Linked DNA regions of Zea mays: region 2 is linked to region 1. Evidence: chromatin contacts called from public Hi-C data. All regions are on one chromosome and are shown on one strand. Each heading gives the region's core, a stretch centred on a gene start, on an enhancer-like site or on the middle of the called end of the contact. The rest is flanking DNA. Distances are from core to core; before and after follow the strand shown. Region 1 holds the start of LOC100194325 (chromatin assembly factor 1 subunit B). Region 2 holds the start of LOC100282912.

Region 1 (4,395 bases), core at 503-3,002:
AAGATGAAGCATGGGCTATTCAAGCTCTAGAGTCAAGGTGGAAGAGATTTTGACATATCCGTAGAAATGAAGTTCTACTAATTTCGCTTACATACATAGGCATATGACTGGTGCTTGTTTTCTACTTGAACTTAGGTAGCAGTCGTGGTTCGTTCTCGATAATACTATTTGCTTTTTTTACACAGCTGGTGTTAATGACATAGGTTGTATGGTCCTTGATGAACAAGCAATACCTGGGGTCATAGATTGTCTGCATGCATGCTAGATGAGACAAAAATAGCCAGCCGGGGGTGTTTGGATTCACAGCAGATGGTTGAGAAGCGCAATGCGCAAAAACTGACATAAAGACAACCATTTTGTTAGCGGGTGATTTGTTGCAAAACTCTAGGAACTCCTCAGTTGGCCTAAAACAACGTGTTTCTGTACTGGTTGATCTGTTTTTGCAGGGTAGCTAAGCAGTTTCGCAACTAATCATTTGCCTTTGGACAACCGTGTTGAAACAAGGATCGGTCCCGCATCTATACATGTCATTAGCCACACAGCTCAGGAAAACCTTAGCCCCCCATTTGTTCTCCTAAACATACATATTTTTTTTCTTAGAAATATCTTAGAATTATATTTTTGGGTGTATCGGCATGAGCATGAGCATGATCATGAGGTGTAAAATCATTGTAGATCCGTAAAAAGCTAGAATGATGCTTGGATCGAACTTATCCTTGATCATGATTTGTGGTGCTAAGGGAACAGTGATAGATTGATTTGAGGTTTGCAGGTGTAATCATGTGTATAATAACCTTTTTATTTTTCCTCTGTCCGTGTGGTGTAGTACCTGAAAAGCAAAATGATGCCTGCATTTGTTGTGCTTATTGCTGTTAAATATTTTTCTAATTCTAACAGGTCAGTGCCTTGCTTCCTAGCTGTAGCTAGAATGCATGGCCTTATACTTTTATCTGCTTTGCTTGGACTCTACATCAGATAGAGCCTTGAGGGCATTCATTCATGTGGCCAAGTGTTGGTTTGTAATCTCCCTTGCTGGTGAATTCCTAGAGACAATTTGGGGATTTGTTGTGATGAGAAGGTTTTATTGGGCTTTTGGGCCCGGGGAGTCACGTGTTGTGATCTCATCACTCCTCAAGTGCCATCTTGGCGTTCTGCACTTGAATGGTGATGGTTCGTGAGATATGATTAGGAGTGGTGATGGATTATGTCTTTTCACAATTTGTTTGAACCCTTTAATTAATTTTAGTTCAAAAGTGAATAAAAATAAAACATGATTCTGATCCGATCTGATCCTTAATTTTATAGTGTAAAATTTATAGCTCGTTACCACCCTATATGTGATTGAGAATTTAAGATTAGTGGATTTGACTTCTGACCGGTTGTTGCCTGCTAATGTCTCGTTTACTGGAATCCTAAGAGAGGACTGAAGAACAAACCTAACAATATGGTACATACAATATTTGTAGCCTAGACGTCGCTCTCCATGCTCCCCACCTCGTGGCAACGCACGGACACATACCTATTTATATATAAGTTATCATGGTATTATATGTCTTCGTTGCAACGCACGGGCACTCACCTAGTGTTGCTGTCAACTAGAGTTACTGATTGGGCCTGTTTGGTCTGTAGCTCGGCCCATAAACCGCGTCCAATCTTAAGAAACCCGCCCAACCCACGCACATAAAGTAACTGGGCCGCCGATTAGCCTACTCAAGGTTCGGCCCAGATCTCGCTTCCAGCGCCAGAATCCAAAAGAAAACTTACAAGGGCGCGGCAACAGAGCGAGAGGCGCGCGCGCAGTCCCCTCTACTTCCCGCCGCTGGCCGTTTCCCTTCCCCCCAATCCAAACCCTAGAGAGAGAGAGAGAGAGTGTGTAGTGTGTGTGTGTGAGAGAGAGGGGGATTGGAGGCGAAGGCAGCGGGCTAGCGCTAGCGGAGGAGGAGAGATCCGCTGAGGTGGAACGCCCGATCGGCGGAGCCCCATCCACCACCACTCCACAAGATGCGGGGCGGGACGCTGCAGATCAACTGGCACGACCAGCAGCCGGTGCTCAGCCTCGACTTCCACCCCGTCTCCCGCCGCCTCGCCACAGCCGGAGCGGACCACGACGTCAAGGTTGGTTGCCACCCGCCCCTCTCCTCTCCTCTCCTCCACCGCCATTGCTCTATCTCTCGCTGATTCGAGATTTGCCCCCCGCCCCCCCCCCCCCCCCCTCCCCCATTTCGGCGTCTTCGTTCCGTGACTGGTTCCGGGATCGCAGATCTGGGAGGTAGCGTCGGACGGCAAGCTCCCCACCGCCACCTTCAAGACCGGCCTGGTCCCCAACACCACCGCCCACAGCTCCGCGGTCAACGTCCTCCGGTTCTCCCCTTCAGGTACACCCATTTCTGATCTTCTGTCCTGTCCCTGGCTTTCAGCCCTATACATACAACAGAGACATGTAAAGTCTCCTTCAGTCTCTGCGCATATGTAACTGACTGACTCTCTTTCCTGCTGCAGGGGAGTATCTCGCCTCCGGTGCTGATGGTACGCTCAATTTGGCATCTAGGATTATATGCCAAGTCATAATTAGTTTTTCCCAACCATCCTAAAATGGAACGAGTTTTTTTGCTAATCATTGTAAAATGGAGTTGCCTTTTGATAATCATATAAAGTGAAATTAATTAGTTTGGCCAATATTCATTGCACCGAAACAATATGATTCATAATGTGATGGACAGGTGGCGGCATCACCCTCTGGAAACTGCATCCCGCTGACGACGGCGAGGCATGGAAAATTCACAAGACGTTACTGTGAGTTCTGCTCACTGAAATAGACCCCCCCCCCCCCCCCCCCCCCCCCCCCCCGCGCAAACCGGCCCACTTCTTTGGAGGCTTGCTAAGTGGTAACCTGCCTTTTTTGTTTCATTCACAGATTCCATCACAAGGATGTTCTTGACCTTCAGTGGTCGCATGACAGCACATTTCTTGTTTCTGCATCAGTCGACAACACTTGCATAATTTGGGAAGCTAGTAAAGGTGACTCCCACTACAGTATGCGATCCGTTATTTGCAGCAGCATGAATTCTATCGTAACTTTTATGCCTGATATCCGATTTTTTCTCAGGCACAGTGCAACAAAAGCTAGAGGGACATCTGCATTATGTTCAGGGTGTGGCATGGGATCCTTTGGGCCAGTATATTGCTTCACTGAGTTCTGACAGAACCTGTAAAATATATGCAAAAAAGCCTCAGGGCAAATCCAAGAACGCGGAGAGGTTGAACTTTGTTTGCCAGCATACACTAGTGAAGGTAGAATACCAGAATCATGATGAATCTAAGGTGGGTTTTTGCTCTCCACTCATTGCTACAGCATCTGAATGAATGCATGCTGAGTTTAACATAGCAATATATAATCCTTTTTGTCTTGCAGCCACCAACCAAATCTCATTTGTTTCATGATGAGACACTACCATCTTTCTTCCGAAGGTTGGCATGGTCACCTGATGGATCTTTTCTAGTATTGCCAGCAGGTATATGTTGTTTTTGCATTAGTGTTTACTGATAGTTAAGCTCTTGTTTCTTAAGCTTCAAAGTTTGTTCACTGGTTGCATGTTTATTTTCAGCAAATTCTCTATCACCATAAGCCTCTGAACAGATTTTTTCCCCTATCTTCATCAGGCCTTTCTAAACACTCCTCCGAGGTGATTAATACAGCTTATGTAATGTCCAGGCGTGACCTCTCAAGGTAGCCGATATACTACTTGAAGCAACCAATGTGTTCTCCGTTCTTGACATGCGAAGAAAGGGACCAATATGGTCAAGCTCAACATTTCAACTGATACTTAAAATAATATAATTAGGGCTAGACGAAAAATAGTCTCTCGTTAGCTCGCTCGACTTGTTTACTTTTCTTAACGAGTCAAGCTAGAATTTTAGATCATTAAGTTAATGAGTTAGCTCGAGCTGGCTCGCAAACTAGCTCACGGGCTAAATGAGCCATGTACTTTGTAGTTTGACAGCCTAAACCAGTAACAATTTGGCTTAGCTTTATGTTATACGCAGGAGATTGAAGTCTAGAAATGATGTATACCGTGCATTAGACTTATTTATTTATTTGTCATGATGTATGCATAGAATAAACTAGTGTCTATGGATTTATGCATTGGTTGCAATAGTTAAGCTAGCTCGCGAGCTAAATGAGCTGGCTTACAAGCTAAACAAGCTGAGCCGAGATAAAGTTTTAGTTCGTTTATTTAACGAGCCGAGCAGAGATAGCTTGTTATCCTAAGAAGCTATAACAAGCCGCACTGGCTCGTTATCGTTCCCTAAAGATAATATGGTACTTGGACCATCAGAGAATCATTTCTGCTACATTTCTTTTTTCATGTAAGGTTAATTTACTGCAGCTAAAAT
Region 2 (4,395 bases), core at 647-3,146, 370 kb after region 1:
TTATTTGTTGGTTTTAAACGTTAGTAATTTCTACGAAGTAGCGTAATTTATATGGAGCACGTCCAGTTTTTGTTGATGCCTGACTTTAGCAATCACTCCATATTTTGATCTATCTTTTTTATAAGTTTGACTTCATGAGACTTATTTAATAAACATGATCTCACAAACTTTCTCTTATTTGGCCTCTATATGATGGAATTATATCATTTTATAATCTCTGCTCATTCAGTCAATCGTTGTGAACTCTCTTCTAATCGTTCACTTCATTGGCCGTGTTGTACCAAGACATATTTGTATGAAGTAAACAATAACATCAGTTAGCCAAATCAAAAAATATATTATACAGAGAATGGAGACAATCAATAAAAAATCTTGAAATTTTTTTGATCGACTAGTAGTTTAGAAAAAGGCAGAAACGACTTGCTGCGGCCGTGAGCGGTGAGCCGAAGGGGGCAGCCTGAAACTTCTGGGCCCACGGTAACGACGGCCCTCATGCCAGAGTTGGTGCTGGGCCGAAAGCCGCATTGTTTGAGGCCCATAAAATGAATTTGGGGTTTAAAATTGTAAATCGACGTTACATATTGGTTCTCAGCTCGTTATTTACATCATTTAATAAACAAAAAGGTTGGAGATAGATCGATATATAGAAGACGCAATGAAATATATTTTTTGACCACGGCATCACCTGTTTACATATGATGATGATGATACCGTAGCATTAATTCCTCGGGCAGAGAAAGGTTGCTGCACCATTCTGACCTCCTTAATGAACCAGCATACCTGACAAGTACTCCAATTCCATGGCCTGTCATTGTTGATGTCAGGTGATTTTACTGACAGTACTACACAACCGTCTCAGTGTCTGTCTGGAGTCAGTCTTTTTTACCATTGGCCGGTGATCATCGTCAGTAGTGCTCTGCTGCCGCTAGTATCACTGCATATCAGGCTGGCTGTTATCATCTGGCAAGCCATGAAGTGACAATCTTACTGACAGCTCTCTTTCTTTCTTGTTTTCTCGGTACTAATCCATTTCACACAGATCTTGCAGCATCGAGCAATACAATCTACACCGACAAGTGTCAAACAAGTACTAGCATGACTTGACTAATGGTGGACTAAAGTGGCTCGGCTAGCCGGTCGTACATGTGTTTTCTTCACTACCAATCCAATCTGGAACTGGTAGTAGCAACGTCAACGACTCAATTTAGAGACGACTCCTCCTAGTGCCACTGAAAACCTCACAATTCACACGACTCCTAACCACACATCACTTCCACGTGGGCTCACGCGCGCCGGGCCCCCACCAGCCAGCGTCCCAAACCCGCGTGTCCGCGCACGCCGCCAAAAGCAGTCGCGCCCAGGCTAGCACTAGCGCGGCGCCGGGCCAGGCCAACCCACGTGCCGCCCCCGCGGGCCACTCGCCGCTGGGCCCAGGGCCCTCCACCCCAACCCCACACCACCACCCACCGGACGCGTCGGTCGGCCCCACGTGGAGGGTACACGCCGTGTCGGGCGGCGTGGACCTGGTGGGGCCCAGCGGTGAGCGGAACGCACACGCCGCTCCCCTCCTCCCTCCTTTCTCCTCTGCTGTGCTGCCTGCCCCGCTCGCCTTTTTTTTGGTTGCCCCGCGTTGTTTTGCGCATAGGACCCTGTGCTTTTTCCATATACTTCGGTAATGGAGCGGTTCCAGATGGTCGTCGGTCAACTTTTCCATCCCCAGCCTCCCTGCTGCAGGCGCCGGTGAATGGATGGACCGAGCTCGGACTCGATTCTTTTTACCGGCAGGTCAATTGGTACCGACAAGCCCACACCAGAAATGTTCAGGGTGTAATCTGCAAACAAAAAGACAAGACATGTCCTTTCCTTAATCCCTACTCGCTTCCAGACTGCCCCCTCCTCGAGCCCTCGCCCGCGTTCGCCCCCGGCTGGGATCACCGCGCGTTTGCCGGCGCCATGGCCGTCGCAGTCGCCGTCGCCAGCCAAAATCCACTAGCAGCGCGTAACCTCCTGCCGATCTAGGTTGGTGCGCGCTACCGCTTCCCTCCCCTTCTGCTCCCCGTCGACGCCATCTCCTCAGCCCCAGATTGCATCTCCCTCTTCTTCCTCTGGTTCTTTCGGCCCGGGCAGAATGCCTCTTTTTTTTCTTCTTCTTCTTACTCGCAGGCTGCGGGCTTATGCTCGAAGGCGCGATCTTTACGCTCGGAGTGGCTTCGTTTCAGGAGACGGGGGATTTCTTCTCGCCCTTTTCCTCGCCTTGCGGCTGCGGAATACCGGGGCCGGCCTGGATTTGCTCGAGAGTGAGAGGAAGGCGTAACAGTGTGAAGGAGGCGCGGGGGACAATATGGCTGCGGAAATGGTGAAAGCGGCGACGAGCGACAAGCTCAAGGAGATGGATTGGGCAAAGAACATCGAAATCTGCGAGCTCGTGGCGCAGGATCCTGGGTATGCTTGCCATCCCCCCTCCTGTTTTTTTTCCCTTTCGGAACCATTGGTTACCGAGTAGCATTGCAACTTTTGCTGGCTGAAGCCTGTGACGATGAATTCGCCCTTACCGTCACGATTTCTTTCCGGAGAATCGATCTGGGAGCGATATCAGTTTCTCGTTGCCAGTTGGCTATGATTTTTTTTCTTGTTGCACATAAGTCGTGGCTCGTGGGTTGCCATTTGGAAAAGGGTGGGTTTTTTTTTGTTCACTTGAATGATGTGTTGATTTTCTGTTTCCTGTCACTGCCACCAGGAAAGCGAAGGATGTGATCAAGTCTGTAAAGAAGTGTATAGGGAGCAGGAGCAAGACCACTCAACTCTTTGCTGTTATGGTGAGTTGTTTTCACAGAAGCAGCCCTCCTGGATCCTGATTCCACCATCAACTATTCAACTGGCGCGCTATAGTTATCTAGATGACTATGATAGACACAGGAACATATTTGTTCTTTATTTGATCATGGATCATAGACATGTAAAGAAGGAATGGCGACCTGTACTTTTTGCTCACGCAGCCACCCACAATGGAAAAGTCGACGAAGGAAAAAAGAGCCACTCTTGCTAATGTTTACTGCTCATTTGATGTAAAAGGGGGCATGGAAGTACTTCACACGTTTTCTTGTCTGCTGGGATGATTCTTTGCTTTATTTATGTCTTGATTTTTTTAAACTCTTATTTTAGGTCTTGGTCCTGATGTCACTGTACCTAAATGGCCTATCATTTCTCATATGTTTTTAAATTAATTAGCTCACATTACATAATGTGCGAATGTGTTTTTATGGTTAAGCTATAGTCTTGATTCAGATTCACTTCTATTTGATTCAGCTATTGGAGATGCTTCTGAATAATTGCGGAGAGCCTGTCCATAGGCAGGTCATTGATAATGGCCTTCTTCCAATACTTGTGAAGATAGTGAAGAAAAAGGTAACTTATTTTTCACTGAATTTATTATGGCAATTGTGAAACCTGTTCTCATTTGGAACTTCACCAATTGGTCTTGACGTAACACACTATCTTGGTTGCAGACGGATTTACCAGTTCGAGAAAAAATATTTCTTCTGTTAGATGCAACACAAACATCCCTTGGTGGAGCTAAAGCAAGGTTCCCTCAGTACTATGAGGCATACTATGAGTTGGTGGTAGGTATCATATTTGCAGCTGAGAATTTTCCTTGATTCCCTTTGTTTATTCCCATGTATTTGTGTTGAGAATTTTGGTAGCGCTATGTTTAACTGTTGGTGCATTTATTCCTTTTACTAGATGTTTTTTTCCTGCTCAACTGAAACACATGTGCAAATTGTTTGTCAATTTATTTATAAATATGTGAAGACTCATAAAAATGTTGTACATACTTCTGTGGTGCTGTTGTTTGCTTGGTGGTTGCAAGATTTATTCCTTAACCACTTCTATGGCTCCAATATCTGCAGCACATTCCTTCTCTTGAACATATTATTTTGTTGTTAGCTTACAATAGAAAGTAGCTGTTTTTGGTTCTTGCAGTGTTTATTATGATATATAGCTGAAGCTATCATTTATCTTGCCTCCATAGTCTGCTGGTGTGCAATTTTCAAATCGGCCAAATGTTCTTGTCACACGAGCAGAAGTGCCAGTCCCAGAAACGAGAACAGAACCAAATAATGAAAGTTTATCGACCCGTTTGACTGAAGCTCAACAGGAAGTGCACACTCAGCCTGTTCCTGATGCAAGGTACTTTCTTGGCATTGAAATGCTAATCTTGAACTGTGTGGTACATTTCAATCATCTCGAGTTTTTTTTTTTTTTGAAATTTTGGTGCCTCTATTCCTTTTGGTTTGTATGTCCTGTTATTGTTGCAAGGTTAACTAGCCTATTAACATCCTAACATGTCAAAAAGTTTGTACTGCTCATTCTTTTCTTTTTTTTGGTCAATAGATT

Evidence for each region. Hi-C and Micro-C count contacts between places; a contact is called where the count stands out from the background.
Region 2: a Hi-C map of ear shows a contact between it and region 1, with 2.1 times the contacts expected there. The contact joins the promoter of LOC100282912 here to the promoter of LOC100194325 in region 1. A contact is called at or near these places in 2 of 25 Hi-C or Micro-C datasets (ear and tassel).

Annotation. Positions count from the first base shown.
Region 1 is chr6:7,262,651-7,267,045 of Zm-B73-REFERENCE-NAM-5.0, forward strand. LOC100194325 (chromatin assembly factor 1 subunit B) reads left to right here and starts at 1,753. Exons shown (of 13, transcript NM_001139363.1): 1 at 1,753-2,115; 2 at 2,261-2,375; 3 at 2,500-2,526; 4 at 2,721-2,793; 5 at 2,915-3,018; 6 at 3,107-3,321; 7 at 3,413-3,512; 8 at 3,661-3,727. The coding sequence starts at 2,002.
Region 2 is chr6:7,634,387-7,638,781 of Zm-B73-REFERENCE-NAM-5.0, forward strand. LOC100282912 reads left to right here and starts at 1,897. Exons shown (of 10, transcript NM_001155818.1): 1 at 1,897-2,019; 2 at 2,220-2,442; 3 at 2,738-2,816; 4 at 3,307-3,405; 5 at 3,507-3,620; 6 at 4,031-4,188. The coding sequence starts at 2,342.